Linked DNA regions of Mus musculus: region 2 is linked to region 1. Evidence: chromatin contacts called from public HiChIP or PLAC-seq data. All regions are on one chromosome and are shown on one strand. The core of a region is the stretch at or near the end of the contact, and the rest is flanking DNA. Distances in the headings are between cores, read along the strand shown. Region 1 holds the start of Phf3 (PHD finger protein 3). Region 2 holds the start of Bag2 (BCL2-associated athanogene 2).

Region 1 (6,265 bases), core at 1,993-4,492:
AGACGATAAATTGTGTGTTTTGCTTAAATTACCAATGAAAGGAAGTATTTAAGTAAAACCTTGGTGTAAGAGACAGAAATTTGTTTGTATCAAGCAGCTATATAATTACTAAAGATTCTGAAAATACCTTTTTTTTTTTTAATAAAACCTGCCTTTCTTTTACATTACTTGCTATTCCAATGTTCTCTTTTGTTTGCAAGCTGTCTTAATTTGGAGTACTTTTAGATTTATAGGCAAGCTGCAAAGCAGGCTGAGAGTCCTACATACCCTGTATATAGCTTTAATGCATGCATGCCACTGCTTTCAGATGTAGTATTAGTGCCTCTCCGAGCAAACAGCAGCCTCTTAGCTGAAGCACACTTTACTCAGATTTTACCGGCCTTTCCAGAACTGTACTTTTTCTCTTCTGCTGTCAGTCCACATTGCACATAGATTAATGCATCTATTTTAAGTTAGTTAATATTTGGTAGTTAACATTGGTTTTCTAATTAGCAGGAATTATTTTTTAATGTGCATTTTGAATTTTGTGTTAGTCTTGGGCTGCACGTGGAGAGCACCATCTCCTTGGAGATGCTGGACAAGGTGCTGGGAACTCGTGCGAGAGCAGTGCGTGCTTTAGCCAAGCCCTAAAGGCTCTTCCTGCGCTTCAGCCCGAGCATGAGTTATAGTTGGTACTGCTACTTAAGAGCTTTTACACTTGGGATGAATGTTCTTTTCAACATAGCTTGAGTGTTGCTTTGCTGTCCACTGTTTTGCTATTTTTTTCTTTATTGTGTGCAAATCTAATAAGACCCACTTAGTTAGTTAGCCTCGTTAGTTTATATCAATTTCCCTTAAAATATATTCCATAGAGTACTAGTATAGTTCTATGGAAATTGTGGTTTTTGGACCCATAAATATGGGCATCTTTTTGTTTTCTGCCTGAAAAGATTCTCATCTGACTGGTCTGCCAAGGTGTCTCATGGAGTGGTAGCTGCATAGTAAACAGTTGATGAAAAAAGAAAAAATATTGTTAAAGAAACGCAACCTTATTTATTATACACAGTCTTTCTTAGTGTTGGATCATAGGATCTTGACAGTGTTTCCGAAGTCTAGTGAAGAACCGTACTGGAAAATTAAGGAGTTTAGTGTGCTTAATCCTTCTGTTCCTCTGTATCTCTCTCTCTCTCTCTCTCTCTCAAATCGCTCACTTTTGACATGGGAAATATGTTGTTAAAACAGGGTCTTATTGACCCAGGCTGCCTTCAGGATCTTTTTTTTTGGGGGGGGGGGGGTGTTTCCAGACAGGATTTCTCTGTGTAGCCCTGGTTGTCCTGGAGCTCACTTTGTAGACCAGGCTGGCCTTGAACTCAGAAATCCGCCTGCCTCTGCCTCCCGAGTCCTAGGATTAAAGGCGTGAGCCACCACACCCGGCCAGGATCTTTATGTAGCCAAGGCTAGCCCTGAATTCGTGGTCTTCTTCCATTTGAAGAATGATAGGCTATTTCTAAACTATTACAATAATTAAGATTTAGGACATTTCTGTCATTCCTTTAACTTTGCATTTATTCTTCAGTCTTTCGTCCTTATCTTCAGCCCCAGTCACTAATTGGCTGAGAAATTGTTTTTCAACAGCCTTCAGTGAGTCAAGTCTTTGTAGCGCCTAAGCTCAGTATAAAGTGTGAGTAGGTATTTAGGTATGGACTATGGAACTGGATGACTTTGAGGAAGGCCTTTCAATTATTTAACTACATTTTCCTTGTTAAACGAGTATATTATCGAATTCTTTTTATCATTGAGGATTAAGTTATACACATGCAGATGAAATGCTTACCAAAGTATTGCATATAATATGTATTCAGTAGCTTTCTATGGGAACTCCACAGCACCTCCCTTTTTTAGACAGTAATTTAGCTCGTGGGCCAGGCTGGCCTCAGGTGCCTGACCCTGCCGACTCCCGGGCTTACAGGTGTGCAGCATCTCACCCAGCTTTTCCTCTCATTTTTTTTTTTCCATTTTTTATTAGGTATTTAGCTCATTTACATTTCCAATGCTATACCAAAAGTCCCCCTTACCCACCCACCCCCACTCCCCTACCCACCCACTCCCCCCCTTTGGCCCTGGCGTTCCCCTGTACCGGGGCACACAAAGTCTGCGTGTCCAATGGGCCTCTCTTTCCAGTGATGGCCGACTAGGCCATCTTTTGATACATATGCAGCTAGAGTCAAGAGCTCAGGGGTACTGGTTAGTTCATAATGTTGTTCCACCTATAGGGTTGAAGATCCCTTTAGCTCCTTGGGTACTTTCTCTATTCCTCTCATTTTTAAGCAGGGAGATTTTAAGCCAGGTTAAGAAAGTTTTGGTAGATTTAGAGTTATTGTAAAAAGCTTTGAAAATGTAGAGCACAAGATATTGTAGGTGATCAGTGTGATTTTCTAACTGGTTTAATTTTATCTAAAATCATTCATAAAAATGATTGTTTTTGATAATTGAGGCTCCTTGAAATATCCTTGGAATAACTTTGACTGAATGCTTGTGTGTTGGTAAAATTGTGTGTTGGTAGACTAATTGGACATGTGTGTAAGTCCCACATAACTCACTAAAATAAATTTCAGTATATGATGTGATTGTTTTCTTGTCATTTATCTTGTTTTCTCCTACAAGAAGACCCATGGAGAAAGTGTGTGCACAGCTTTGTGCATGTGTATATAAACTTGTGCTTTCTTGGGTTTAGTTAATATTTCTTTAATTCCACGGGGGGGGGGGGGGGAATTGTCTCTCTGTGTTATTTGTGAATAATTTTAATGCTTTGTAAATAAAACAAGGCTACTCTATGGTTTTTAATAGTTGTGGACCATAATTTAAGTAATTGAATTTTAGCTATTTTATGTGGACTCACTGTAAAAGCATTGTTTTATTCTTTATGAAAATGTTATGGTTAAAACACAGTCTTATGGTTGAAACAATTCTTTCAGATATGTCAAAACAATGAACTATATAATTCTAAAAATAAAAAATTTAGTAAGACATTTAGTAGGATTTCTGGTAAGATATTATCCTATATGCATGGTAAAGAAAGGTCATTCAGTAAAAATTTGATCCATGTTTCCAAATGTATGTTCTAAAAAACAGTGAGGGTTTTTTTGAACAACAAATTCAGAAGTGTGTTCTTAGATTCAAAATTATTAAGATAATTTGGTATTAGGTGATTATTTTCAATTGATAGCTTTATTTCTTATGGTATTTTTTTTGTCTTTCTATAGGGTTGAAAGACACACAGAAGTCTTCATGGATATAGTTGATACATTTAATCATTTAATTCCTACTGAACACTTAGATGATGCCCTATTTCTAGGATCCAACCTGGAGAATGAAGTCTGTGAGGATTTTAGTACAAGTCAAAATGTCTTAGAGGACTCGCTGAAGAACATGCTCAGCGATAAGGATCCTATGCTAGGATCTGCAAGTAACCAGTTCTGTTTGCCTGTTTTGGATAGCAATGATCCCAATTTCCAGATGCCTTGTTCAACAGGTAATTCTTACTTTTTTTTTTTTTTTAAGTCTGCAATTTAAAATAAAGACTTTTCAGCAGCATCTTTTTTCCTTTTCTTTTTTAAGAATGAGTGTAGTGCATTTAGGGTTCTTTCCTTTAAATTTAGAGTCTCTTTTCTAGGCATCAGTTTAGAGAATTTCAACTACATTTTCTTCTAAACAGTGTACAGAGTTATTGTCAAGGATGTTATAGATGTAGGTAGAGTGACCAGGTAACTTGGCACATCAGAGTGGGATATTTGTGAGGAGGAAAGGGGTTGCTATTAATAATTATGTCTTTAGAACATGTGAAAATTGGGACTCATGCTGGAAAAAGAGGTTGTCTGGCAAATGGGACAGTGCCATACAGGGCCTGCTAGAGTGAGGAATGAAAGCTGAGGTGACACGTCTTCAGCTTTCATCGTTTTCTTGGTTCTAATCACAGAGACTTTGATACTTTGTATGTCTATTGCAAAGCCAGACCCAAAACTATGTTGTTCTGTACAGTAACTACTAGCCATGTGTAATATTACCGTGAATTAATTTAGTTTCAGTTGAGATGTGCTGTAAAGTGCACATTAAATTTTGGATATTTGATATGAAAGATTGCAAAGTATCTTATTAACTTCTTCATTATGTGGTAAATGATTTTAAATAATTAAAATAATTTAGAATAATTTTAAAGCTATTTGGTTAAATGAATGATGAAAACTAATTTGCCTATTTTATACAAAATTCTTTGTATGAGGCTGTCTGGGTCTCAGGCGTTGCCTCAGGCTAGCCTCCACTTCCTGGGCTCATACAACCCTTCTGCCTGAGTAGATTACTGTGTGCCTGGCTTACCTTTTCTACTGGGATTTACCTATTTGTTTACTTGCTTGAGATTGAACCCAAGGCCTTGCACATGCCAGGCAAATAACCCATCAGGTCTGAGCCTAGCCTGTAGTTTATGTAAGTGACTTCTCAGACATTGAAACACTCATGTGCTTTGAACAGTTAGAAGGCAGTGCTCTAGTCTGTAGTTGAAGCAGCTGAAAGAGTAAGGAGTAACTTTCTGTCAGGCTCAAGTATTTTTAATGAAGTGTCTTTAGAATTGGGTATAATGGTGAATGGCCATAATCCCAGCACTTGGGAAGCTGAGGCAGGAGGATTTTAAGATCATGGCCAGCCTGAGTTCCATATTAAGACCCTATCTCAAAGTCAAGAGAACCCCTGACTCCTTCCCAGAGTAGTTCACAGGTTTATGTGGTACTGGTTTGTGCTAATGACTTTAGACTACTCCTGAAATATGTTTTCAGTGTCTTTGCTATTTGTTTTTAATATTTTTGTCCAGTATTTTAAATTTATATAGTAACTGAATTTTTCGAATGTCTGGATTGCCATTGACTCAGATCATGCTGCCTGAAGACCTCAACACTGGTTACTAGGACACATTTCAGTCACTCCTTAATACTCAAGTGTTTTGAATTGACATGTTGTTACTGGTGTATCTCTGAAATGATTTGTATTGTGTTGTTATCGCATAGGTCATTTTGTTACTTGTATTATAAGTGTTTTAACACTTTACAATTATTTTGTTTATGTGGCTATGCAACTTTTATTTTAAACTTTGATGCCTGTGTCTGTGGGTAGTTACATATCTTTACTGTTAAGTACTTTGATAACCTTTGTTTTTCCATATACAATTGTCTGGTTTAGTCCACAATCAGGAAAACCATTTCATACCTGTGCACATGTTGGAATTACAGTCACCACTGATAATGTTTGGAAGGATCTGGAATCAGTATGGTTAGCATTTTACTTGACAGTTGTACTTACAAAACTCTGACTCATTAGTAATCTTAGTATTTCTGTTGACTCTATGAGATATCTTTTTAAATGATAATTTCTGTTGATGTAAAATTTTTTACTGATGTAAAAAGGCTTCAGTTTTAGGGAATGTTTCTTTTCTAGTTAAAGTGATAAAATTCCTTTCTTGAAATATGTATTTTTGAAGATTGTATTATACTTGTTAATAATGCTTAGTCAAAATATTCTCATTAAATTGTTGGCTGTATTTACCTTAGGTCTATAGAATGAACTTTCATATTCATATGTGTATGATACATACTTTTTAAGTCATGCAGGAGAATCGGAAAGACATTACAGAAACAGTAAAGCCCCTTTTAGGATTGTTTAAATTTCACTATTTGCCAAGCAGTTAGGGGATTTGGTTCATGGCTCTTTTTGTCCTTTGAGCTTGTTGGTTTAGTCAAAAACCCACTGGTTTTCTAATGATTCCAAAATGGAAAACATTTTTTAATTTTTATTTTGGAATAATACTAAATTTAGGAGAGTTTCAAAGAAGAACTCTTAACTAGAATCTAATGAAAATGCCTTATGGAGAGTAACTTTTCCACCTCTTTATAAATTACTTTGAGTTTTTTGTTATGAGCGTGACTTATGGTCTTGCTGGGAGGTAAGCAGGCACAGAAATGCTCTGTCTGTATTTCTCAGGACAGTGACGACTGTAGACTGGTTATTTTATAGCTTTCCAGTTTTTTAAGTGCTGTAAAAATAGCAAGTGGAGAAAGTGGAATATCTTTTTCTCTGCTCTACTGAACCTGGTTGTCTCTGTGGCTCTTTAGAGATTTCTTGTGTTGTTGACAGAGTTTGGTGGTTTGTATTTTTGCTGTCTATAGAAACTCATGCCTGTAATCTCAGTGTTTGAGAGGCTGAGGTAGGAGGATCGTCAGGAGTTCCACGCTAGACTGGC
Region 2 (6,265 bases), core at 2,822-5,321, 2.9 Mb before region 1:
TGTACTTTACAAATGACTCTTTTATTTTTTTAGGAATGAAAATGAATATAAATAAAAGGTGCCATAACTCAGTTTTTTTCCAGAAATTCTCTGTGTTATGTGACCCTAATGTATAATATACCTTGGAGATGACTGTTTATGATTATTAGAAGAGAGCGATACACATTGATCACAGAAACAGATTCAAGTCAGTGCGGTTCCATGTGCTATTATGCAGCTGTATGCTTGCTCTGATTACAGTTGCACCTTACCACAATAAAAACATCTTTAAAGCAACTAAGAGGAAATTTTTTCTATCCCTTTCAGACTTTGGTATGATTTGAAATATCAAAGTATATGCATGGACTTAAACTTATTTTAATATAAATTTTTTTATATAAATATACTTCTAAAGAAATAGTGTTAAAGTCTAGTCTATTCAGGAATAGTTCTTAACTCCTTACAACTTCAGCTTCATGTGGGCTGTCTAGTTCTTCACTGAGTTGATCTGGGATGGCATATGTAGTTCTTAAGGGTCGGCGCCTCATTGGGAGTAAGAACCTTACCAGCGGAAGAAGCAGCGCCTCATTGCCTTGAAGTGTGTGTTTCATGATATTTGGGCAGAAATGTCATATAAGATACTTGAGACATAATTTGGCAATATTAAATACATTTCTCTAGCTGGGCATGCCTGTGATTCCAGTACTCAGTCTGAGGCAGGAGGACAACGTACCAAATTTCTAAATATCAAGCTTATTGTTTTTGCTAAAACAGAAAGATGTGGCTTGAATTTTCTCTTTCCTCTGCAGCACTGGATAATTTAGTCTGAAATGGAACGTCTGGTCTTTCACGTTCCTTCTTCAGGCTCTCCTGGAGGAGCAAGCGAGCTCCTTGGATGGTCTGTGACATCGCCATCCTCTTGTGCTTTCTGAGTAGCCCTACGTAGATTTTTTAGTAGATGTTATAACTTGAGAGTTTGTTATTCATATTGCAAAATCAACCAGACTGTAGTTTATTTTTCTTCTGTTTTTGTTTTCTTACTTTATTTCATGTATATGGGTACACTGTCGCTGTCTTCACACACACCAGAAGAGGGCATTGGATCCCATTACAGATGGTTGTGAGCCACCATGTCAGTTGCTGGGAATTGAACTCAGGACCTCTGGAAGAACAGTCAGTGCTCCTAACCGCCGAGCCATCTCTCCAGGCCCCTGTTTTTGTTTTTAAGTTGTTGTCACTGTGCATCCCTAGCTGCTTTGACATTTTATGTTAAGGTGTCAAGCAAGGCCATTAAAGGTGCTCCTCAGACCTTAAAGACACTTGCAGGAGTTTGCTAAATAGCAAAATGGGCTTCCCTGAAAGACGTGGAGCTCATCTAAGCACAGTGTGTAGCGACCGTCTCTGAGGGAGCTTCAGGGTTAAGAATGTGGCTCAGCGGCTGCACAGCACGCACATCATTTTGAGCTGAACACCGTGGTTTGGCAAGGGTATTTGAGAGACTACTAAGAAGAGGCCATGTCATCATCACTAACTGCTTTTCTCTCACTAAGTCACGTAAAATGTTAGAAAACTGCTTTGTAATTTAAACAGGAGTCATTAATAGCAAAGTTGTACATTACTATCACAAGTATATTTGTAATATTGATATTTTCATTCCATTATTAATTCATCTTTTCGCAAGTTATTGTGAATCTACCATGTGAGAGCAATTGCTTGAAGTACCTGAGATGTGACCGTGATCTTGAGCGCTCCTGCTCTATTGCTCTACTGCTCTGACATGGAGAGTGGGCTATATGGACAGTATTAGACAATAAGTAAGCAGATAAAACTATTGGCCGGGCAGTGGTGGCACACGCCTTTAATCCCAGCACTCGGGAGGCAGAGGCAGGCAGATTTCTGAGTTCCAGGCCAGTCTGGTCTATAGAGTGAGTTCCAGGACAGCCAGGGCTACACAGAGAAACCCTGTCTCAGAAAACAAACAAAACCAGAAAAACCAAAAACATTCCATATCTGTTGGGTGACGTGCCGACTGAAGAAGGGAGGGTAATGTACAGGGTTGGGACTGAGCTTACTGCAGCTCTGGGGATCATCAAATCTGGGGCAGCATCTTGCTGTGCAGCCTAGGTTAGCCTCCAGCTTGCTGGAATTACAGATAGCCACCACTGGGCTCAACTCAGAAGACATGTTTAACATCCAGGGAAATTTTCACTGGTAAATGAGCTTAAGCAAAGAGTCGAAAGAGCCATGTGAAAAGCTTACAAGATGGCCCCTGACTTTGAGAGATGCTGCCTTGTTTACCCTGATGAGCCACTGGAGGTTTGGGAGAGCTTATGGTACAGCCTACTGTGCTTGAATGCTGTGTTGATGGGAGAGGCTCTTTAAGACACATGTGAGAGAGCACACGGGGCTCTGCAGTCATCCAGGTAAGGACGAGTCGGTGGGATCAAGGAGGATTCTGAAGGTAGAACTGGTACCTATTCATGGATTGTATCTAGGATACAAGAGTGAAAGAGCCCAGGGTGATTCTAGGCTAGGTGACTAAAGATTACCTGTTTTGCTGATTGTGAAGCCAAACTAGGCACCGCCAGGATGCAAAAGACAAAGATTTGCAACCTGCACCAGGCAGGAAGAGTTCCAGAGCCATTACCAAAGCAAAGCTCTCCACAAGCTCAGGTAGCACTGAGGGATTTTTTTTTTTTTTCTTTCAGGAATCCTGTACATATTCATGAAGGAACATGCCTATTCCAAAGCATGCTCAGTTTAAAGTCATAATTTATATAAGGAAAAGAGCATAGGCGTGTCATTAGACAGGAGCATATCCGTAGTAACTTAGACTGGAGATGCCTCTGTGCGTGTTCAACGTGTGGAGACATTTAAACAAACATATGAAGATCCCTGCCATTTTAGTTACTTTCCTACTGCTGTGATAAAACACCTCCACCAAGACAACTTGTAAAAGAAAGCATTTAATTGGACTTAGATACAGAGGGTCTGAGTCTATGATGGCTGCAGAGACATGTCCTGAGCACTCAGATCTCAAACCCAAGCAGAGGCAGAGAGACACTGGGAATAGCTTGGTCTTCTGAAACCTGCCCACGGGGAGTGATACACTTCCTTCAGCAAGGCCACACCCAGGCCTCCCCAGTGTTCAAGTGCTAGAGAGCACAGATGGCATCTCATTCAAACCACCACATCTGCCTGGCCTCGTTGCCAACCTAACAGAGCTATGTCTGCGGCCACTTTTATTTTTCCTTTGACACTTGCTGAAGCTACCCAGCCTAGCCTTGAATCCACCCTGGCCCACGTTACACAACTTGTCAGCCTCCAGAGGAGCATTAGACCTGAGACCTGCCCAAGTTCAGACTTTCAAGATGTCCACAAAATGTTCAGATTTCACGGTTGTATCGTGAGATGACAGTGTTTAATGAAGCCAAGATAATCCACCGTTTATTAGTATTAAGATGTGTTCGGGGTGTGGTGGGGACAGGATTAGAAACTGTACTTAAGGGGCTTGTCTCTGTTCAGTAATCTAATGGCTTTGAGTTCTGGGTAAAGGATGTAAATGTACTTTGTTTCCCATTTTCTGTACCCTGTACACTGAGAGGACAAAACACAACTTTAAGATGCGGCTTCGTATTTCAGACCTACTGACCTCTGCAGCTTCTGACATCTAAGCCTACTGAATATCATTCGCAGAGGGTTTAAACAAGTTATGTGTGATAGTAATAATCCTTTCATTGGAAAGGGGAGACAACACGGATCCACTTGGCTTCTCCTTATTTGGAGCCTGTGGTCTAGGCTTTCCCTGTCCTCTCCCGAGCCTGCCTGGTCACCGGACAGGTCGAACAAGTAGAGACTGCCCTAGGGTGCACTGGATTGTCTCCTCTTCTCACGGGCTGCACCCACTTCGTCCTTGCTGTGAACCGTGGGTGCTGGGAGGACCGGCCGAGGCCCTGGGCGCCGGGGCAGGGTCCCCCACCCTGGCGTGCCCGCGGCTGCGACCGCGCCTGCCCTTGTTTGGCCGCACGGCCTCGGGGGTGGAGAGCCGGGGAGGTGGGGGCGGTGCCGTCCGCGTCAGCGGCGCCCGTGGTGACGGCGACGTGCGGCTCGCGCCACTGCTGCCCGCGGACGCCGAGGACCCCCGGAGCTCATGGCCCAGGCGAAGATCAGCGCCAAGGCCCACGAGGGCCGCTTCTGCCGCTCGTCTTCCATGGCCGACCGCTCCAGCCGCCTGCTGGAGAGTCTGGACCAGCTGGAGCTCAGGTGAGGGCCGCGGGGCGCGCACAGGGGCGAGCGCGGGCGGGGGCGCGCTCCGGTTGGGCTCCCCTCCCCCGGCCCGGCAGACTGGCGAGCGAGTGCGGCTTGCAGAACTTCCAGAATCTTCTGCGCGGTCCCCCTCTGCCTTTAACTTTTCTGCTTCCAGGAGGGAGGCAGCAGGTTGGTGTGCCCCCCCCCCCCTCACCCCACACTGGAGTAAGTTTCTTTGCCCCAGATCACTTCATAGTAATACAAGTGTAAGGGAGGGGGGGGTGGTAGTATCCAGGACGGCCCCTCCTGGGGATCATCGAGAATCGGACTCATGAGAGACCGCGCGAGGTACACCGAAGTTGGATACCATCCTTCATTCTCTCAACCACGTGCAATGCCCTCTGCAGTCTGTCCGTGTTTGTTGTACATTTAGAAGACACGGCTGACACCTTGGAAGTGCCAATCGCAGGCCCGAAAACACCAAAGGCAGGAGTCACACTCTCCCTAAGATTCTGACACGGGGACAGCCTTGTCGTAAAATTTCTAACTCATGAATACTACTAACGAATGCTGTGAACACTTGGTTGGCTTTAACCACGTGAGCCTTATGTATCTGGTGGAAATGTTAATGTCTTCAAAGTTGTGCAAGTTTTGATCATGTGCAGGTGTTCCATGAAAATCTTATCAAGATGCCCTGACACACACGTTGTTCCCTAGTTTTCTCCGGGTTCTGCGTAAGCAGAACACTATGACCCAAAATTATAAGAGGGAGATGAATCTCCCTCCACGCAGCCACCAAACACAGGGAAGTGTGTCTGCACAGGAAAAAAAAAATGCAAGCAGTGTTCGTTACACGGGAGGCGCTCATTACTGTTACTATTAGGAGAAAAGAGCCAGAAGGTGAGAAAACTTTCACTGACTGTGGAGTAGCCACAAAAGAAACCTGAACCCTATATCCCCCAACTCCGGGAGACAAAGGGACCTGCGCTGTGAAAGGGGGCGAGAATGTTTCCTTGTGCGAGGTAGGCTCTAACCTTTGACAGTATATTCCCAACTGCTCCGATTTTTTTTCTTGAAAGGGTTCAGGAAGTTGTGACTCTTCAAGCTGAGTCATTGTTCTGAACCTTTACTTAATCAAGCCTGTGTGCCGAGTCCTTGCTCTTCTCCTGGGGGCCTCTTGAAAGTCTGGAGTTTGCATAGACATTCTAGTGTCTGATTACTATCAAAGGAATCCTGACTACCAAACATAAGCGATTAAATTACGTTACTTATTAACAGTTGCGCTGAAGGGGTTTTATTTCTGTGTTTAATGGTTCAAGGCCTTTACCAGTAACTGCAGAGTTCTGTAAGTCTTGTTTCTCCCTTAAAAATGTAATGAGCACTTAGAAGTAAGTGTGTCAGAAGGGGCAAAGAAATAGAAAGAGATGCTGCCTGGTAAGGCTTAGGGGCCCTTTTTAGAAGCCATCTGGACAGTGCCACAGAGCATGACAGTATTCAAAATTAGACTTTTTAAAAATGGGGACGATGCTCCTGTGACTTCCCCCTAGCTTTCTTAGTGTACACGTCTGAGGACAACAGTGGACGGGGTACTACCGGAAATCACTGGATTGTCGCCAGTGCGCATCTTCCATTCAGGTGAATGGGTTCTGTGAACAGCAAAAGCCTGCTCCCTTGTAAGACTGAAACCACACCCAAGGCTTTCTGTCCTGCAGGATGCACTGATCTTCCGGGCATTGAAAATGCTTTTAAATGTTTAGCCCAGTTTTACAAGCTGGTAAAGGGTGCCATTGGTTTTTAATGGCTTATAATATTACAATTAAAAACATTTTTACATTAAAATATCCTTACATTAAAAAAAATTTTTTTTTTACTACATCTCCTTTCCTGTGGTGCTTTCTCTAAAAAGATAATCCTGTCCTTTCCTGATTTTCATGACCAGTTCTATGGGGACTCTGCACATGCTGAGGCTAAATACTGTACTTTTCAGTGGTTGTAAATAATCCACGTTAGCATTAGTCTGTAGGCTAGGCCGCGTGTC

The links. HiChIP or PLAC-seq counts read pairs in DNA pulled down with a chosen protein or histone mark.
Region 2: an H3K27ac HiChIP or PLAC-seq map of trophoblast stem cells shows a contact between it and region 1, with 20 times the contacts expected there. The contact joins the promoter of Bag2 here to the promoter of Phf3 in region 1. A contact is called at or near these places in 8 of 39 promoter capture datasets (the C10 cell line, cranial neural crest, hippocampal neurons and 4 more), 6 of 115 datasets of contacts at active chromatin or transcription factors (embryonic stem cells, epiblast stem cells, pro-B cells and 3 more) and 1 of 9 other capture datasets (adipose tissue).

Annotation. Positions count from the first base shown.
Region 1 is chr1:30,860,233-30,866,497 of GRCm38.p6, reverse strand. It overlaps Phf3 (PHD finger protein 3), which reads left to right and starts at 3,242. Exons shown (of 15, transcript NM_001081080.1): 1 at 3,242-3,511. The coding sequence starts at 3,268.
Region 2 is chr1:33,755,556-33,761,820 of GRCm38.p6, reverse strand. Bag2 (BCL2-associated athanogene 2) reads left to right here and starts at 4,071. Exons shown (of 3, transcript NM_145392.2): 1 at 4,071-4,242. The coding sequence starts at 4,130. Zfp451 (zinc finger protein 451) reads left to right here. Exons shown (of 15, transcript NM_133817.3): 15 at 1-280.